4 separate regions of the Mus musculus genome follow, and regions 1, 3 and 4 are each linked to region 2. A link is a contact called in public HiChIP or PLAC-seq and promoter capture Hi-C data. All regions are on one chromosome and are shown on one strand. The core of a region is the stretch at or near the end of the contact, and the rest is flanking DNA. Distances in the headings are between cores, read along the strand shown.

Region 1 (3,141 bases), core at 107-2,606, 340 kb after region 2:
CTCTGACAGAAGCAGAGACCAGCAGGACCTAACTGCAGAGCTCTGGACCTTTAGAAGCTCAGGGCCTTGAGTTCCTCCCAAAGTCCAGACATCGTAGATGACCTGACCACAGCACACACGGTGGGTAGCCTAGATCCCGGACTGCTATAAACCACCCGATCGCAGGGAGAAAGGTGGCAATCAGGCTGAAGAGATGAGGACATCCTTGGGCAGGAAGGGAACCTCAGTTAGATGGCCTTTCTCCATCACACTAAGTTTAACAGATAGGGAGGTGGAGCCATCCGATGAAGGTGTTTGCTGCCAAACCTGACAACCTGAGTTAAAGGATGGGAGAGAACCAACTCTCAAAAGTTGGTTTTTCACCTCCACACTCATGAGCACCCCCACACAAAAATGAATGTAAGATTTAAAAATAGAGAAACAGACCAGAGTCAGTTTTGGAAAGTCTGGTTTACCCCCTCGCCACCCAGCAAGACCAGGATCAGAGAACCCATGGTAGGACTGAAGATAACCAAGGGTCCCAACTAAGCTGGCTGGCTGCTTGAACCCTAGATCCTGTGTGAGTGGAAGTGCCAGCCTTGTTTCGAAATTCTCCTTCCTTCCCTGTTGGCAGTAAAATGCAGCCTCTGCAAAATGGACTCCTGTGGTGGTAGCGTGCACCCTGGCCGATCACCCAGCCAGGAAGCTGAGCTTATGTCCCCCAACCCCAACAATATTCCTGTTCCTGATTCCTTGCTGTCTTCCAGGCATCAAGGCCAGACAGATCCTCGGGAAAGAAAGCTTTGACTGGTCAGCATTAGGGGTTGCTGCGGGGTGCCCATCTCCAGAAGCTAAGCGCCTGTGCTGGCAGGGATGAGGTCAAGATTTCCCATCCCACCCGCCTATAAAAGACAAGTCGGTGCTGATGGAACTCAGGAGTGGGCTAGACAGAAGGACACATTGTCAGCGGGGGTGGGGGGGGGTGGGGGCGGGGGGGGCTGCAAGAACAACAGACCCTGGCCCAATCCCAGTGCCACCGAGCCTACCCCACTCCCCTTCCGTTCCCTCCTCCCTCACCTTTCTGACCACTAAGAGATTTGCCCAGGGCCTGGGGCGCCCCCTGCGGGCACGGGTGGAGCTGCAGCTATGCCCCGCCCTCCGGAACAACCCCACCGACCATGGCGCTTCAAAATGAAGTTCCGGCTGTTCCTGGGGCGCATGTGGTTGCCCTGGAGACTGGACAGCACCCCACACACACTCCGCCCGCCCCCAGCGCGCAGGCCTGCAGTGGTTGCCGTAGCTACGGGAGGCGAGGGTGTGCGAAGCCCGACGCCACGCCCTAACTCCATGTAGCCCCGCCCCCAGATCCCCGCCCCGCCCTCCCTGCCGCCTTCGCTCTTGCTGCGGCGGCTTCTAGCAGGGGTCCGCGGGGCTGCAGCGGGTGCGGCTGAGGTGCGGCTCAGAGCGGAGGAGCAGGGGACGTGCCAGGCGCAGGCCAAGAAGGGCTGGGCCTTTCGCTCGGGATGCGGTGCTGAAGCCCAGCATGGCCGGCCTGGGCCCCACCTTCCCGCTGCACCGGCTAGTCTGGGCGAACCGGCACCGCGAACTGGAGGCCGCACTGCACAGCCGCAAGGTGAGGCCCTGAAGGGGATCCGATTCGGTTGGTTTCCTCCCCAAGCCCCGGTGCCAAAGTACGGAATCTACTCCGCAGCTCACCGCCCCTGCTGTGCTCCGCAGCTGCATCCTGACTCCTTAGGTCCAGCTCTTTCCAAATCCCTGGTCACCTGCCCTCGAGCTTGAGCATTTGTTTAGCGCATCTCCCTTGGTTGGGCCTTGCTCTGCTATCTGCCCCCTTCGTATTGCGTTAAGCTCAGGATTCACCCTCATCACCTCTGAGCTAGAATGAGGACAAGAACCGTGTTCTAGCCCTCAAGCTGGTCTAAACTCTCAGCATCCCTAGCCTGAATCTGTCTTGCTAGACTCCACCACCAGGCCCTCAACTCTGGATAGCAGAGGGCAGAAGAAATGAGCAGTTCCTTCCCACTGGCCCTTACTGTCCCCTTTACCCCGACACTTTCCAGTCCACATAGGCCACACTCTTATCTTCTCACTGACCTGGTTACCCATAGTAACTCCAGCCCTTTTCAATCCAGTGACCTCCTTGCTTTGGCCCTCTCTTGCCTTGTATTGAGTGACCCATCTCCCTTAGCACGACATTGAGCAGGAGGACCCCCAAGGGCGAACCCCCCTGGAGCTTGCTGTGACCTTGGGGAACTTGGAGTCTGTGAGAGTCCTCCTCCGACATAATGCCAACGTGGGCAAAGAGAGCCACCAGGGCTGGGCAGGTACTGTGCAGGGCAGAGGGTCCTCCCTTGAGACTAGCTTCCAGGTTGGTGAATGGGGGGCAGGGGGAGTAAGTAACCGTGCCTGGGGGCGCTAAGAGGGCTACCCCAGCAGTTGCTCATCTCCAGTCCTGCAGGAGGCAGTCAGCACTGGAGACCCTGAGATGGTACAGTTGGTACTCCAGTATCGGGACTTCCAGAGGGCCACACAGAGGTTGGCTGGCATTCCAGAACTGCTCAACAAACTCCGTCAGGTATTACCATAGAGTAAAGAAGTGGGGTATAACAGGCGCTCCGTCTTCCTGTGATAAGCCTGGCCTTGGAGGAGTATCTAGGTTGTGCGAGACGCTTTCCCACCATCTGTGTCTCAACCTCTGCCAAGGGTCATGTAAGAAATATGGGATCCCAGGCCCATGCAGATGAGACTGGGTCTTTTGCAAGGAAGACATTCACCAGCACTAAGGGTCCCTGATACCAGGAATCTCTTGGATAGAATGGTAGGCCTTGGGTCACCTAGAGAATGTAAATTTCCAGAAAGGTGACTGGGTAGAGATGGCCTGGACCCTGGAGTGCCTAGTCCTGTGCATCCGAAGCACACAAAGGACAGAGGCACAGTTGTGCTCCTCACATGTGGGAAGGTCTGGAAGGATCATTGTGTTCTCTTTACAGATAAAGGACTCAGACACAGAAAAGACAGAGGACCTCGTAGGGCCCCACAGTGGGCTATGGCCCATGTCAAAACTAGCTCTAGGCCCCCAATGCTTATAACTTTTATATGTGTAGATCATTTTAGGGCCTACTTGGGCTCTCTCCTTGGCAT
Region 2 (3,248 bases), core at 140-2,639:
CACAGTGATTGAGGGACTTGGAGTAGCAACCGCATGCATTCCTACTTTAAAGCTACTCAATAGGACTTGTGCGTTGTACTTAGTATGTGCACATTAGCCTTTCCAGAGAAACGTGCATTCATTGACTCAGGAGGAATCAGCCAAGGCAAGACTCTGTAAATCTGCACCTGCGAGGCTGGGGATGTAGCTCAGTGTCAGAGTTGGTTTGCTTGTCAATACCGAGTTTGATCCTCCTCTGTGTTTGTTCTTCCAAAACTGGATCTACTACGGATTAGTGATGGTGGTTCCCAACCTTCCTGACGCTGCCACCTTTTAATACAGTGCCTCGTGCTGTGGTGATCCCCAACCATACAGTTATCTTCAGTGTTACTAATTAACTGTCATTTTGCCACTGTTATGCACCACAGTGTAAGTATCTGATGTGCGACCCGCAGGTTGAGAACCGCTGAGCTAAAGCATGTTCACGAGTGTCTAATTCCAGCACTTGGGTGTTAGAAGCAAGATGATCACTTTAAGGCTAGCCTGGGTTTCAAGAGAGTCTGTCTGAACATCAACAACAAAAAGCTGCCTCTGTAGTAACTGCCTAGAACAATACCAGAGAGAGATTGAGTTGCTTATTGCCCGAAGCAAAGCTTAGGTTCAGAGAGGAACTTGAAATGCATATCACCTAGTTTGGGCGGAAAGTTAGATGTCGCCTATCATGGGAGGTCAGGTACTGAAATGTTTTCATCCGGAAAGGTGGAGCGGGAGAGTTAATTTAGAACGATACCCCTGCCCCAACAATCTCTGTAGCATTGGCACAAATCTTCGGGAGTAAGATGAAATGGGCTTGTTCTCTCCTAGAATCCATCGGGCAAGCAGAAAACAAGAGGCCCAAGAGGGGCAGCCCCAACCATGGCAGGGAAGAATCGCGAGTTCTGGGCTCAGCAAGAGACCGGAGCCCGCCAAAATCCGCCACGCGCGACCGCGAGCTCACCGAGGTCTCCCTCACTGCTAGAGGATCGCAGACCCAAGCGGCCCACGGCAGGGCCCAGGCGGCAGAGGCAGCTAGCCCTGCGGGCGGCCTGGAGGTACCGCAGCGAGAGCAGGGCGGGTGCGGGCCTGAGCTACCACCGCCGGGTCCTCACCACCGCCTCCTCTGCTCCCGCAGGACTTGTGGCTACAGGAGGTATCCAATCTGTCCGAGTGGCTGAATCCGGGACACAGGTCCTAAGCATTCTCTCTGAGACGCCCAGCAAGCCAAGGAAGCCCGGGACACGTGTGTCACAACTTCTGTATTTCAATAAAGCCGTTCCAAGCACAAAGTATCAACTATCGTGCAAGGGGAGGGGCGCCCGGGGGACCCGACAACTCGCGCCGCCGCCTGACGTCACCTACGCCGTCGCGTCACTGCCGCGCGCCACGGGTCCGGGCGTGATGGCGGCGCTGGGCGGGGACGGGCTGCGTTTACTGTCGGTATCGCGGCCAGAGCGGCAGCCCGAGTCAGCCGCGCTGAGCGGCCCGGGCTCGGGGCTGTGCTGCTGGGTGTCTGTGTTCTCCTGCTTCAGCCTCGCCTGCTCCTACGTGGGCAGCCTCTACGTGTGGAAGAGCGAGCTGCCCAGGTGCGGGGGATGCGCGCGCGGCCGGGATCTGCGCCCTCGTGGGGCGGGGCTGCGGGCGGAGCTTGGGCCGGACGGGGGTGGGGCCGCGTTGGCGTGGTTGCTGCAGGCCCCCCGGAACTTACTGTCCCTTTTCCTAGGGACCACCCCGCTGTTATCAAGCGGCGTTCCACCAGTGTCCTGGTAGTGTCCAGCTTGTCCCCTCTTTGCGTGCTGCTCTGGAGGGAACTCACTGGCATCCAGGTGCGAAGGAGGTGGGTGGGGCACAGGGCAGCTAGGGGAAGAATCTAGAATTTTGTGGGAGGGAACATCACTAACGCCCCCTTTCCTGTGGCTCAGCCAGGCACATCACTGCTTACCTTGATGGGCTTCAGGCTGGAGGGCATTTTCCCAGCAGCGCTGCTGCCCCTGCTGCTAACTATGGTGAGTCCTGCTTTATTTTTCCAACTCTGTTGTCACTAGTGTAATGACGTGCCCTGCTTGGGTACAGCTTTTGGCAGATGGAAGACAGGAATTATGATGTGGCCCCCTAAGCTTCTGGTGTACATGGCTGGGAAACCCTAGAACTCAGGAAACCTGAGGTCTGGTGAGGCTGACCAAGGGCATAGGTGTGGGCAAGGTCATTGGATTGTGGTAAAAGGCTTTCATTTTATGTTTGCCCCCCCCCCCCAGATCCTTTTCCTGGGTCCACTGATGCAGCTCTCTATGGATTGCCCTTGTGACCTGACAGATGGGCTGAAGGTTGTCCTGGGTGAGTCTTCAAGACTGAGGAAAAGGTAGGCACAGGCAGTCCAGAACACTGGGGAAAGGAGTCAGTGAGATGGTGTGATCTGGACTGAAGAGGTGAGATGTCACCTCTCAGCGTGTGTTTCCACATCAGTAAAATGGATTACATTGCTGAGTACCCTGTAAGTGTGATACTCAAGGAGGCCTGTCTGGACCACAAACAGCACTTGATATGGGCCAGACAGCATCTTCCCCTGCTCTCTCATCATTTGGCTTCCCCAAAGATTGGCCTTGGTAAAATTTGGGTGCCTCTGGAATTTTCTGTGACTCCCTCATCTACTGCTGCCTTCCCTTCCTGCTGCCAGCCATCTCAAGCCGTTGTAATTTGGTCTGATAAGGCTTGTTCCCTTCCCCATTCTGATTCCCAGGATCTCCTAAACTGAGTTTGGCTCGAGTAAATCTGTGGGAGAGGGCCCAGATGTCTCTAGTAACCAGGCACTCACTGCTTATCCTGAATATTCACTCTAGCCCCTCGTTCTTGGGCCCGCTGCCTCACAGACATGCGCTGGCTACGAAACCAAGTTATTGCACCGCTGACAGAGGAGCTGGTGTTCCGGGCTTGCATGCTGCCCATGCTAGCGCCGTGCACGGGTCTGGGCCCTGCTGTGTTCACCTGCCCACTCTTTTTTGGAGTCGGTGAGTCTCGCCCGTCCAGCAATGACGTTCCCAGCATGAGGGCTAAAAATGGGGCTTTGGGTGAGGGGAGCTAGGTAGAAAGCCAGAGGCATATGTGGTTTTCACCTTCCTCCCAGCCCATTTTCACCACATTATTGAGCAGCTGCGCTTCCGCCAGAGCAGTGTGGGAAGTATCTTCGTGTCTGCAGGTGAGGCCTGGAGAGCTGCAGAGGCAGTCAAGGGGTGGGG
Region 3 (3,504 bases), core at 331-2,830, 400 kb before region 2:
CTTATGCGTACCCTGCCTGCAAGGCAGACCTCACGGTTTAGCATCCTTCCATTCTGGTAAGCTGCAGGCTCCAGATCTTTCTCTAAATAGGATGCGCTTTGCTTCCACCCTTTGTCTGCTCAGTTCCTAATTTACAAATCTTTTCTATGAAGCAGAAGAAATTTCTTTTGAGAACCTTTATAGCTCTCTGCTTCAGGGTGGAATGGCCTGGCACGTGTCTTGTTTCATTATTAATAGCCCTGGCTCTGTGTCTCTCAGATTCAGTAGCTGATCCATCTTTGGGTATCAGGGTCCAGCACCGATGCCAGCACTCCACAGACACCTGGGAAGTTAACCCACTGAATATGTTTGAATAACCCTATTCTAAAGAAAACACAAAAGTTAGGCAGTGGTGATGCACGCCTTTAATCCCAGCACTCAGAAGGCAGAGGCAGGCAGATCTCTGAGTTCGAGGCCAGCCTGGTCTACAGAGTGAGTTCTAGGACAGCCAGGGCTACACAGAGAAACCCTGTCTCGAAAAAAACGAAAACAACAACAACAATAAAACAAAAAGGAGAAAACAAGCTATAGATTTCTGCCTTTCTATAAAAGAATGCATGCTTTGGGGAATCGGGCCTTCCTCCACATCTGTCTACAGTAGTTGCTCATTAATTATTAGTTGAATGACTGTAACTCATGTCATTGCAAAGAAAGCCAAAGGCTTGGAAAAAAGACACTTTGGAGTGACTGGCCAAAAATAACGACAAAGGGCATGGGATGGAAACTCCTTTGCTGGTCAGACTCCCTACGTGGATGGCCCTGCACCTCTGAGATCTGTACCTTCCTAAAAGTTTGCCTAGCCAGGGGAGAGGCGGTTCCCTCTATGAGGCTTGGTGCTGTCCCTGACAGGCTGAGCTGTAGTAAGTGGCCTGGTGAGGAAAGTGGCTCAGTTCAAGACGGCTGGAGGGATGTTGGTTTGTGGCCATGAGGTTGCCCAGCGGCCGCGGGTCTCACCGGGATGGCGGTAATGAAGAAGTTCCAGGGGAGAAGGGTGCCCAGTCCCAGAATGAAGAAGCTGATCCCAACCAGGTGGTAGCTGTGGGGATCAATCAGAAGGTCACCCCGAGGACGTACGCCTGGGCCGCCCTAGCCGCCCCTCAGTAGAACGGACTACAATCCCCATCACCCTGGCTCAAGCAGCTAAGGGAATCGGCTGATGGGAATTGTAGTCCCGTTCGTCTTTGAGCCCAGGAGCATCAAGACGAGCGGGAATTCAAAGGCTCGTGGCCACCTGGGCCACGGTACGCAGCACATGGGTTCCCACCTCACCTGTCCCGAGGGGCGTTTCCCCGCGCCATGGTTGCCGCAGTCCTATTGCACCAGGCCCACAGAAGGCGGCTGCACCTGCGCCTACGCAGGGCTGGGAGGCCGAAGGAGAGCGACGCTGGTCGGTGTCCAGGAATCCCAAGGTCGGAGCGCCGTAGCGGAGGGTCGGGGTTGGGTTACACTGCGGACCACGTTTTGCAGGCTCGGACCTCGGCTCCGCCTCCAGGGCGGGAACAAAGAGCCATTGCTCCCCTCCCCCGGACGCCCGCTCTCCAGACTCCGCCTCGCTGGTGGCTGTGCCTTTAGGGTATTAGGTTCCGCCTTCTAGCTTGCTTCCGCGCCTGAAGCTGTGTCTCACCGCCGTCCCTTCGCCTCGCACCCGTCTTCTCCTTAGGCACGGGTCCGGAATCTCTGGGGAAGGGATAAGGACTGCGCAGGAGGGAAGGGGTCCGGTGGTTGTTGGGCACAGTCGATCTAGCTGGGAGGTTCTTCCTCTTGGCGTGTTCTAAGGTTTGGAGCCCTCTAAGCTCTAAGCAGATTAGGAAGTAAGTCCGACCAGAAGGAAGAAGCCAGTGTCATCAATTGTCGCAGAAGGTCCCAGCGCGGTGCTCCGAGGGAGTTCCCCCAGAGGTCGAGGCACTTTTGCAAACGAAAATCCCCAACATATGTGGAAGACGGACAGATAGGCCCTCCTACGGTACCTGGGTCCAACAAGGAGGATTGAACAAAGGCTCTGGAGGGAATCGTGGCCCAGGTGACGTTCGGCCCCCTCCCCTGTAGTCGCCACTGCCACCCTCAGGAGTGCTTAAAAACCTAATTTTCACTAGGCGTGGTGGCGCACGCCTTTAATCCCAGCATTTGGGAGGCAGAGGCAGGCGGATTTCTGAGTCCGAGGCCAGTCTGGTCCACAGAGTGAGTTCCAGGATATATTCAGGACTATACAGAGAAACCCTGTCTCAAAAAAACGAAAAAAAAAAAAAAAAAAAGAAAAAGAAATATATTTATGTGGACTGGTGAGAGCGTTTGCTGCCAAGCCTGATGCCCCGAGGCCACGCCCAGGACCCATATGTTAGAAAAACTGAAGCGACTCCAGCAAATTGTTCCCTAACCTCCACACAAGCACAGTGGCACACGTGCTTCTAAGTAATAAATACAAATAAATATGAATATATAAAAGTATATATATACAAGGTTATATAAATGTGTGTCTTCTAAAGAATATAGTTTTTTAGAATGTTTTTCCTATGTATCAGCCAGACCATGCTGTTACTATCCCTGTTCTGTCCTGTTCCCGGAATCTAGCCACCAGGCTTGGCTCATCGAAGGTGGTTCCTTAGATCATGGTGGACTGCAGATGACTGTGTGGTACTGGGAACTGAACTCAGAGCCCTGTGCATGCGAGGCAAACACTCTTACCCCTGGGCTGCATCTAACCCTAGCTGGTGACGTTAGGGAAAAGACAGCAATGGATTACACTGGGAAAGACAGTTACTCTTTAAGTTTTCTTTCCAGACTTCCATTATGCCAAGAGGGACAGTCTTGAGTTCAGTTCTAACAGGTTTTCAAGGCCTCTTCATCCCCTCTGCCTTGAGCATCTCTCGACAGTTTTACCTACACACAGTTAGTCACTTGCATTTTTCGAATGCTTATTCTAATAACTATTACTGACCTGTTTCCTACTTGACAGTGATAGGAGAGTGAGTCAAAGTGGGACAGGGGGTGGGATGTTGCCCTGGCACCATCTTGAAGATGGAGATGAGGGTCTGGGGAGCAGTCTGTTGTCTTGGGCTGGGATGGAAGGGGATGAGGCGTTTCAGAGAAGGAACGGCCTGTACCAGGACCGGGGACAGGAGAGTGCTGGCACACTATGGGACATACTAATAGATCCCTTTGGCTGGGAGGAGTTGGATTTTACCTCAGATTCTCAGCTCAGCCTGACTGGGGATCTGTAATTAACCAATATTTTGCTTCTACTTTGTGGCGAAATGCTGTGCATAACAGAACCCAGGCAGGACAATTTTTGATGGCACAGTGACATCCTAAGGGAGGCAAGAAAGGAAAACACTTAGTAATAAAATAATAAGTATGTGATTGGTTAGTGCTCAGACACATGAAGCAGTCACAAGCTTAGCCCCTCTTTATAAAACCAGTTTTAAACACACGGCAGGGGCACCAAAAGCAGACTCTTAAAGGCCACTG
Region 4 (3,098 bases), core at 325-2,824, 320 kb before region 2:
CTAATGGATGACTGTGAGCATCTACTTCTGTATTAGCCAGGCACTGGCAGAACCTCTCAGGAAACAGCTATATATCAGACTCCTATCAGCAAGCTCTTCTTGGCATCTGCAATAGTGTCTGGGTTTGGTAGTTGCACAACTGAGTCCATCTCTAGTTCATGGCAGCTTTCAAAGTCAGGAGTTCATCAGGTTTGGCGGCCCTTGCTTTTAACTCCAGCTTTTTGGAGGCTAGTCTGATGATGTACATGGTGAGCTCCAGGCCATTCAGGGGTATACAGTGAGACTCTCAAAACTAACAAACAAGCAAACAAAGTAAGGGGACTAGAGATGGCTCAGTGGCTAAGTGCAATGGCTGCTTGCTCTTTCAGAGAGCCTGGGTTTTTATTATTATTATTATTATTATTATTATTATTATTATTATTAGACAGGGTTTCTCTGTATAGTCCTGGCTGTCCTGTAACTCACTCTGTAGACCAGGCTGGCCTTGAACTCAGAAATCCGCCTGCCTCTGCCTCCCAAGTGCTGGGATTAAAGGCTTGCGCCACCACTGCCCAGCTCTGGGTTTGATACTTAGCACTGGCATGGTGGCTCACAACTGTTTGTAACTCCAGTCCCAGAGAATTCGAGTTTCTGGCCTCTGTTGGCACCAGGTAGGCATACAAGTGGTGCACAACCATACACGGAAGCAAAATACTCATATACATGAAAATAGATTTAATATAAAAAAAATAATGAGTCGTTCAAGGGCTGGAGATGTTGGTAAGTGGTAAAGTGTTTATCAAGGTGTATGAAGCCATGGGCCAGATCCTCTCTTGGTTCCTTTGTAGCAAGCCATTTCTGTAAATCTGTTTTGTGGCATCGGGGACAGGGGTGACAGGCCACAATTATCGTACCCGCCTTCCAAGGATTACAGGACTTAATTTGCCCAAATTCAACCCAGAGAGCCTGGTACTGACAGAAGAAAGCCTGTGGCCCTGAGGGACCGAGCACCCCAAAGTGGGCTTTCCTTTGAGGCTTTGCAAAGGATAGAAGCATGCTGTTGGGAGGGGAGGTCAGTGATTCATGTCTCTGGACACCAAGGAGGCCAGAGCTCACTGATTGTTGCACAGAGAGAAAGTGGTCGCGCTGAACTGAAAGACAGATCTGCACTCGAGACAACCGCAGTGGCTTTCCTCAGCCTCCACGGGTGATGCACCTTCCTCCGCCTCTTCTAGTAGTTTCCTTCCCTCTGTTTGCTCTGGGCTTCTCTGTAATTCCGAGATTTCCCCATAAAGGAGGCGGGGTCTTGGAGCAGCGGGTGGGCAGTCGCTAGTCTTAGGTTGGGAAAAGGAGCCTCTAGATTACTGTGTGAAAGGAGGCTCCGGTCTCGGGGAGAACCTAGAAGACCCCAGAATGAGGGTGAGGTGTCCGGAGCCTGGAATAAGAGAGGGGTCTTGTAGACAACCTCTTTGGCTTCCCAGACTACAGCCAGGCTTAAGCCGCAGGAGGCGGAGCCTCGGGGTAAGGTGGGGCCTCTAGGGGCGGAGCCGGGGCGGGGCGTGGGGCAAGGGGTGGGGCGTGGAGGTTTGTGTGCACATCCCTCCCTCCTCCGGGCCTCGGGTGTCCCCGTGACGAGGCTGCACCGAGCAGCCGCGGGCCGGGCCCATCCCGCCGCGGCAGTCCCGGGGCGCAGTAGAGGTGAGGCGGGTGGGGGCCAGCAGCACACAGAGAGCCCCAGAACGCCGCCAGGTGAGGCTGGCGAGGTGGGGGGCGGGGGGCTGTGTTGGGCGTGCGTTGGGGGCGTGTTTGAGTATCTGGGGGTGGCGGGGTTAAGAGAGCGGGTCTGAGGGCTGGCGCCTGTGGCTGTTAGCGCGGAGGCGCGTCTCTGCCGTAGGAGTTCTTGGGTATGCTGTGCCAGTCTAGGCACTGCCCGCGGGACTGACAGCGTGCGCGCGCGTATTTGTGAGGGGCCGCCTGGTGTGTATCTGCGTATGCTGTCATTGTGCCCTTCCCGAGCACGGGGTGCAGGCCTGCCTCTGCGCAGACCTTCCAACGTTGGGGCTGTTAACAGCCTGCGGGCGACTGACTCTGCTGCAGGAGGTGCCCGACTGGGGAGCGCCGCCCCCACAGGCCTCCAGAGACCTAAGCGGCCTGAGGACCACAGACAGACACCTGAGGGAGGGAGGGATCTGGAGGCCTGCCTGCATTGCCAGGCTAAGATAGGGAGACTGAGTCAGGTGGGTGGTAAGACAAAGGCAGACAGATAGAGGAAGGATAGAAGTAGGGACCGGAGTGGGGCGAGAACAGGCAGAAAAGGACGTGCTGGGAGGACAGAGAGTCATTGAGAACAGACAGACTGACAGAGGCCTAGACCTGCTGCAAAAAGGGCAATAAGATTAGAATGAAGACAGACACCCAAGAACCTGACAGAGAGCTTAACTGAGGTCTTGGGGTTAAGAGCTTAAGCCAGGAATTAAGTCTGAGTCTAGAGGTCTCTTAAGTCCTGGCTGCCCCTCTGCCAAACACATTCCATCCAAAGTTGGTATATTGCTCTAACCGACCAAACACTCTGACTCTGATTTTGCCATTTGTTTCTTGGTCTTGTCTCACCAGTCTCCCTCCTTGGTATCCCAGCAACCTCACCATTTGGGGGAAAGGAAGTAGTTATAATAACAAGTGTTGACGGACCATTCTTGCCTTGTGTCTAGCCAGAGCCTGAGAGGAGCTGGGGTGGGAAGTTGCAAGGTTCTTTTCTCTTCTCCCACTGTGCTCAGAATGGTGCTGGAAGGAAACCCTGACGTGGGATCCCCCCGGACCTCAGACCTCCAGCACCCGGGGAGCCAGGGCTCTTGCATCCTGTCTTGTCCTGGTGAAGAAGCACTGGCAGGCGAGGAGCCCATCAAGTATGGTGAACTCATCGTTCTGGGGTGAGCCTCCCTAGTCCAGGAGTGATGTGCTTGGGTAACTGTCCCTCAGGTCAGCCAAGATAACAGTGTGCACCGGCTGCTCTCCCAGGACTCTCTGCTTCTTGCCACTTTCCCAGAAGAAGAGCAAAAGTGATCAAACCCATTTCTGTTGTTTTGTTTTGGAGACAGGGTTTCTCATAGCCTTGGCCTGGA

What was found. Promoter capture Hi-C pulls out the DNA fragments that hold promoters and counts their contacts. HiChIP or PLAC-seq counts read pairs in DNA pulled down with a chosen protein or histone mark.
Region 1: a FOXA1 HiChIP or PLAC-seq map of pancreatic cancer cells shows a contact between it and region 2. The contact joins the promoter of Ankrd13d here to the promoter of Rce1 in region 2. A contact is called at or near these places in 1 of 115 datasets of contacts at active chromatin or transcription factors (pancreatic cancer cells) and 1 of 9 other capture datasets (pancreatic islet).
Region 3: a contact with region 2 is called in an H3K4me3 HiChIP or PLAC-seq map of embryonic basal ganglia, with 4 times the contacts expected there. The contact joins the promoter of Slc29a2 here to the promoter of Rce1 in region 2. A contact is called at or near these places in 15 of 39 promoter capture datasets (the 3T3-L1 cell line, 3T3-L1-derived adipocytes, the C10 cell line and 9 more), 4 of 15 datasets of contacts at CTCF or cohesin (the NIH/3T3 cell line, embryonic stem cells and large pre-B cells), 4 of 484 Hi-C or Micro-C datasets (embryonic stem cells, granulosa cells, natural killer cells and 1 more), 31 of 115 datasets of contacts at active chromatin or transcription factors (the 230-238 cell line, the SCID.adh cell line, astrocytes and 19 more) and 4 of 9 other capture datasets (adipose tissue, embryonic stem cells, liver and 1 more).
Region 4: a contact with region 2 is called in a promoter capture Hi-C map of second pharyngeal arch cranial neural crest. The contact joins the promoter of Peli3 here to the promoter of Rce1 in region 2. A contact is called at or near these places in 14 of 39 promoter capture datasets (the 3T3-L1 cell line, the C10 cell line, the HPC-7 cell line and 8 more), 1 of 15 datasets of contacts at CTCF or cohesin (the NIH/3T3 cell line), 6 of 484 Hi-C or Micro-C datasets (CD8 T cells, bone marrow-derived macrophages, cerebellum and 2 more), 28 of 115 datasets of contacts at active chromatin or transcription factors (the 230-238 cell line, VIP interneurons, bone marrow-derived macrophages and 14 more) and 2 of 9 other capture datasets (adipose tissue and liver).

What each region holds. Positions count from the first base shown.
Region 1 is chr19:4,281,352-4,284,492 of GRCm38.p6, reverse strand. Ankrd13d (ankyrin repeat domain 13 family, member D) reads left to right here and starts at 1,356. Exons shown (of 15, transcript NM_026720.2): 1 at 1,356-1,612; 2 at 2,189-2,324; 3 at 2,451-2,575. The coding sequence starts at 1,523.
Region 2 is chr19:4,623,786-4,627,033 of GRCm38.p6, reverse strand. Rce1 (Ras converting CAAX endopeptidase 1) reads left to right here and starts at 1,389. Exons shown (of 8, transcript NM_023131.2): 1 at 1,389-1,601; 2 at 1,739-1,841; 3 at 1,938-2,021; 4 at 2,271-2,349; 5 at 2,853-3,020; 6 at 3,137-3,208. The coding sequence starts at 1,417. Gm960 (predicted gene 960) reads left to right here. Exons shown (of 15, transcript NM_001033447.3): 15 at 844-1,193. The coding sequence ends at 1,193. It overlaps Mir6986 (microRNA 6986), which reads left to right and starts at 3,079; the gene lies at 3,079-3,136.
Region 3 is chr19:5,022,082-5,025,585 of GRCm38.p6, reverse strand. It overlaps Slc29a2 (solute carrier family 29 (nucleoside transporters), member 2), which reads right to left and starts at 1,580. Exons shown (of 12, transcript NM_007854.3): 1 at 1,309-1,580; 2 at 994-1,075. The coding sequence starts at 1,337.
Region 4 is chr19:4,941,568-4,944,665 of GRCm38.p6, reverse strand. It overlaps Peli3 (pellino 3), which reads left to right and starts at 1,574. Exons shown (of 7, transcript NM_172835.3): 1 at 1,574-1,728; 2 at 2,754-2,906. The coding sequence starts at 2,755.